Linked DNA regions of Triticum aestivum: region 1 is linked to region 2. Evidence: chromatin contacts called from public Hi-C data. All regions are on one chromosome and are shown on one strand. Each heading gives the region's core, a stretch centred on a gene start, on an enhancer-like site or on the middle of the called end of the contact. The rest is flanking DNA. Distances are from core to core; before and after follow the strand shown. Region 1 has its middle 92 kb from the start of LOC123056255. Region 2 holds the start of LOC123056255 (protein root UVB sensitive 6).

Region 1 (2,700 bases), core at 75-2,574, 93 kb before region 2:
CCATCATCAGCATAAACAGGACCGTGGTTTGTCCCAAAGCACCTCCATATGGGTACGCCAAAATTCCCGTGGATGCAGGTACCGCGCGAAGTCACATAAGTGGAGCCTCAATTGTTGTTTGTCGCGACGCGGAGGGGAATTATTTGGGCAACTCTTCCTTGGTGGTTCACGGGATCAACGATGTTGCGACCCTGGAAGCCATAGCGTGCCGGGAGGCGCTATCTCTTGCGGAGGATATGATGTTGCGTAATTTCATTGTCACATCGGATTCAAAGATTATTGTCAAAGATATTCATAATGGAAGCAACGCCGCATATAGTAACATTATGAGCGAGATTAAGAGTAGAGCTTTAATGTTCAATTGTACATTCAGTTATGAAGGTAGAGTTGCCAACGTTGATGCAGATAGGTTAGCCAAGTTTTCTTATTCTTTTGATCAGGGACGACACATTTGGTTGGTCCATCTCCATGATCCCATTTGTATCCCACATCGTGTGGATTTAAACAATAAAACTTGGTGTTATCCCTAAAAACAAGCAATCTTTAACTAAAACTGCGTGGCACGAAATAGTAAAGAATTGCAGCAAAACATTGCCCTACCTTCAACCTTGTTTACAAGGAATATATATTCCCACATGCTTTGCACAACAACGGACCTAACGTCGCCCCAGTTCACTCAAACCGAAGGCTGTACAAAAGCATTTTTCTTGTTCAAGGCGGACCTAACGCTGCTAATCTATAGCCCGTTCAAACTGAAGCTTGTTAAAAAAGGCTTTTCATTATTTGCCAAAAAGAATAGGCTTTTAGCGAACCAACCTGTTGTTGAGATGGTTAGGTGGACAGTGGTATCCTCAATCCACCAGGGTTCAAATCCTGGTGCTCGCATTATTCCTGAATTTATTTCAGGATTTCCGGCGATGCGCTTTTAGTGGGAGGAGACGTTCCCGTCGACGATAAGGTGCCTACAATGACTTTGTAAATCTCAAGATGATATACCGGCTCAGTCTCTCAGGGGTGCTTATAGTGGTAGGGTGTGCGTGTGTGCGTTCATAGGGATGAGTGTATGCGCGTGTATATGAGCACTTGTGTCTGTACTGATGCTAAAAAAAAGGCTTTTCATGTCCCCCAGCTTGTGCAAAAATTGCATTGTTCAAACACGCACAGCTTGCTTAGAAAAAGAAAAAGAAAAAGGTTGCTCCGAATTTTCTTTTGACCCGTCCACTACACATGTCGAGATATCCAAAACTGGACAGCTGGGAGCTGCACCCTGGCATAGTGGCACGGCATTGGTCAGCGGCGTGGGTAATACCTCATCCTCTGCCAAGTCAGCATCGCCCCATTGCCAACCATACACGGAACATGAGCGTTGGCGGCTTATAAATGCATGGCCTCTAGGTAGCCGGAAAAATCAAAGAGAGAAAGAGGCTCAAAATAATTTTTCTTTCGTTTTCACTGAATTCTTAAGATAACGACATGTATAAAGATTGGGTGGTGGCCGAAAATTCGGCCATTCAATTTCGTTTGTATTTGATGATCGGTTTTAAAGTGTACAAGATGACAAACGAGCAGGCCTCGCGAAAAGGAAAAAGGGACATTTCAAGGGAGCAAGACGTTGATTGTGAAATGTCCCTATTGCAAGCAGAACACTGACAAATTATACTGTAGTTATGTAGTGACATTGTTGGCCTGCATTCCTCCTTATAAAAGATTTTTTTTTTGTAGGGCGCACGGAAGGTGTTTAGTGTACCAAAACTGTGGCACTTCAATATTACGAATTCGCAAAAACAAAATCAAAGTTGGTACTTACATATTGTGACACAGATGTGGCTTGTTCTCGTTCGTATTTGACTCTGGTCATCTTTTTCTTCAAAGTATTACTCCCTCCCTTCATATTTACAAGGCACACACTTATTTTTGAGGTTCAAATTTGACCATCTTTTTGGCCAGCAAAAGTCAAGTTACGCGACAAAAATATACTACTATTCTTTTTCTTTTTCCACGATGTTGGGGATATTACTATCAGTTGAGACCCGTCCAGGAGGGGCTAGGTCAGCTTCAATGGCGGGTTACGCAAGACGCTCAGTAAACATCCAAGTTTATAGTTTATTAAGTCTTATAGAAGGCTCAAAGGCCTGGGCCCGGCTTGAGGCCCGATATTGTAAGTAAACCGCCACATGTAAGGAAATACTTGTACAGAAAGACATGTAAAGAAAGTAACCGAGCCGGACAAGATTATGAGCCCGCCGGGACTCTGTAGGCCACCTGGCGTCAACCCGTGTATATAAGGGGACGACCCGGTGACGGTTTAGGACAAGAAACAACCAAGTCGATAACCAAGCCGGCGAGTTGAGCCTCTTGGAAGTCGAAACCTCAGCAATACCAATTCCAACTAGACGTAGGCGTTTACCTTCATCGTAAGGGGCCGAACTAGTATAAAACTCTCTCGTGTTCTTTGTCCCGATTAACCCCTTCAAGCTTCCTAGTGCGATGGCCCTACGACTAAGTCCTTGCTCTAGGACATCTGCCGTGTCAATTCCACGACAGTTGGTGCCCACCATGGGGCCAGCGCACGACGGATTTGAGTTCTTGAATGACAACTTCGAAGGGCTCAAGGGATACGCTGTGGGCCGGATGACCAAGAGTCGTCGCGGCAAGATCTACATCGACGACGAAGGCTGGGGCCCCGAGACCGGCTCAATC
Region 2 (2,700 bases), core at 166-2,665:
TTGATTGGATCTGGCAATGACGGTAGATGTGCATTGTCTCCTTGTTGAAAACCTGGAGTTCTTCGAATTTTCTTTTTAGATGCAAATCCTTGATTTGGCCTTCGGTGGTCGGATATGGCAACTTGGCAACTTGGGACGCAAATCCTTCAATGGTATGCGTGTCATACCCTTGTTGAGACGTTACTTGGGAGGAGCTATCTTAATATCGGGGAGGTGTTTAGAAAACAGGATGTTAAAGTTGAAGATTGCGAAACATGCAAATGCTTTCTATTTTCGGTTTCGGACAGGTGCATGACGAATAGGTAATGTTCGTCACCTCACGATCGACCATCATGTCTTGTCTGTTTCTACCATCTCATCCTCAGTGTTTCCATGAAAATTATGCTACTGCAAAAAGAAGATGTTTTATGGCACGCGCTACGCGTCGGCTGACTAACGCGGGGATCAAATCAGCCATCTCCAGAGACGTTGGATCCCGCGCGAGAGAGTTGTCTGCGCCGGTCATTCAACTATGACCCACCATTTGCAGCATGACGCATGTTGCGCTCAGGGGTTTGCAACATGACCCATGTAGCACTCGGCGTTTGCAGCTGACCGTTTTTGCTTGCGCTGGTGTTGCAAACACTTCTCGACCGTCCCTCGACCTCGTAGGTCTGTAACACAATCCATCTCAAGCTAGACTGTGTTGCAACACAACCCACGTTACAAAAGCGCACGTGAGTGGTAGGAGGTTGTTGCACGGCGCGCGATCAGTTGCTGTTCGGACGGTCGAGGCACACCCAGTTCCCCATGTTTATTCGTCACGTTCATGCTTTAGTAGTAATAACACGCCGTTTATAAAAAATCCCGAAGAGCAAGACAAATTCCGAACGACGCACATGTTCTGTCTCTCCGAAACAACCACACATGGCGTGTCCCATTGCTGAGAGCAGCGTCTCACAGACCATATCGCCCCGACGCCACGAAAAAATAATCGAAACGAAGCACAAATATCACAAGCCAAATTTAAGCCCCACCATTTCCTCCCCCCCTCTATTCCAACGGTGCACCAGCCAACTGCCCAGCAGCCGCCCCCCACCCCTCGTGGCCCCACAAGCATCCGTTACCCACTGAACCAAGGGCCCCACACACCATCCGGTCCCACAGTGCCGCCCATGACGGGGCATCACAGCGGTACGCGTAGCAGCCCGCGCAAGCTGGCACCAGCAGCCGACCACCCGTCCACGCGCCACCCGGCTTCCTCCTACCCCGATGACACTGTGGGCGCACGACACTCCCGGACCCACGTCTCAGCGGCACGGCGGACCGCGCTGCGACGTAGCGTCCGCGGGCGTGCCGGGCTGCGGAGTCTCCCCAGTATTTCCCCCCGGCCTCGGGGGTATAAAGTGGTTCCTCTCTCTCCTCGGCGAGACTGCCTCGCTGTATCGCTCACCACTCGCAAACCCATCTAAATCTCACCCCCCAGCCACCCACCCCCGCACCACCGCGATGGCTCCGGCGATGGGGCTCAAGCGGCCGGCGGCGGCGGCGGCGACGGCCACGCAGACCATCACGCTGCCCCCGCAGGGGGTCGCCGTGAGGGACGCGGTGCGCGGCGCCCTCAGGGACGCCGAGCTGCCCCCGAGGGCGCCGGCGACGCCGGCGCCGGCCCCCGCGGCCGCCGTGGACGGGGTCCTGTGCTTCGAGGAGGTGGAAGGCAGGCGGTGGAGCTACGTCGTCGAGGGCGCCGCGTCCTCCGCCGGGAAGACGGGGAGGGTCAGCGCCAGGGCCAGGGGCGGCTCCGCTGCGCCGGTGGGGGCCACCTTCAGGGCCGTGCCGCTCCAGTCCCCGCTGCCGCCCGCCGAGGTAATTTCCACCACCGGCGCTATTTGATTGGCGATTGCTGTGCCCACGCGTGTGGCTGTCGCCGCATGCCTAGATCCTAATTTAGCGGGATTGCTGGATTTGGTGCGATGCGAGTTCTGTTTAGGATGTGTCAAGGCGTGATTGTTTTTTTAGGGTAAGGCGTTGTTAATTGTACCTGTACGTGGGTTGTTGTGGGGATATTTTTCGATTTTGCGCGTGCGGATCCAGAATTGTAGGCTGTATGTGTTTGCTCGAGGAATAACGGAGTAGTAGTCTCTTCGTTGGTTGTTTTTTGTCTCTCGCTGGCTGCTGATTCAATTAGTTGAATTAGAAATGTTAGACTGGTTCACTACTTGTTCATTTGTGATTCGCCCTAATTGACCTGCAATTATAATTTTAAGTTTCATCATTTAGTGATCACTTCTATCTCCATTTGGTTAACTTATGCTTTCATGGAAATGCTAGTGTTGTTGTTTTGTGTCACTGCACATTTGATTTGAGGTTATCTAGTCTAGGGCCTTTGCTCAGGAGCAAAGTTGCAATATACAGACAAAATGAGGAAACTAGAGTTGCTTCCTAGTTGGTGCGGAGACACCTTGAGATTTTTTAATTACTGTTGCTAGGCACATCATGGTTTTTTAAGGTCTTGTTCATTGATCATGGGGGCTTGATGAACTACAATGATGATGCTATGTAACTGTGCAATTGCAGGAAATTATGTCCTTCATAAGGTCATATGTTGTGCCTGAAGGTTTTCCAGACAGCGTGGCTCCTTCATATGTTCCATACATGACATGGAGGGCACTGAAGGTATATTGATCAGATTTATGCTCAGTTCCATCATTTACTAGATTT

The links. A called contact is a pair of places that touch in the nucleus more often than the background predicts.
Region 1: a Hi-C map of leaf shows a contact between it and region 2, with 9 times the contacts expected there. The contact joins the enhancer-like site here to the promoter of LOC123056255 in region 2. A contact is called at or near these places in 4 of 5 Hi-C or Micro-C datasets (leaf and an unstated tissue).

The regions. Positions count from the first base shown.
Region 1 is chr1A:458,780,420-458,783,119 of IWGSC CS RefSeq v2.1, reverse strand. No RefSeq gene overlaps it. Among protein-coding and RNA genes, the nearest start is that of LOC123056255, 92 kb to the right of the region's middle. Within about 2 kb of position 1,324, at least 1 of the 8 cell types and tissues checked has an H3K27ac peak or open chromatin away from gene starts, as enhancers often do. A contact at or near this core is called in leaf, where this site is marked.
Region 2 is chr1A:458,687,994-458,690,693 of IWGSC CS RefSeq v2.1, reverse strand. LOC123056255 (protein root UVB sensitive 6) reads left to right here and starts at 1,415. Exons shown (of 13, transcript XM_044479906.1): 1 at 1,415-1,845; 2 at 2,557-2,655. The coding sequence starts at 1,489.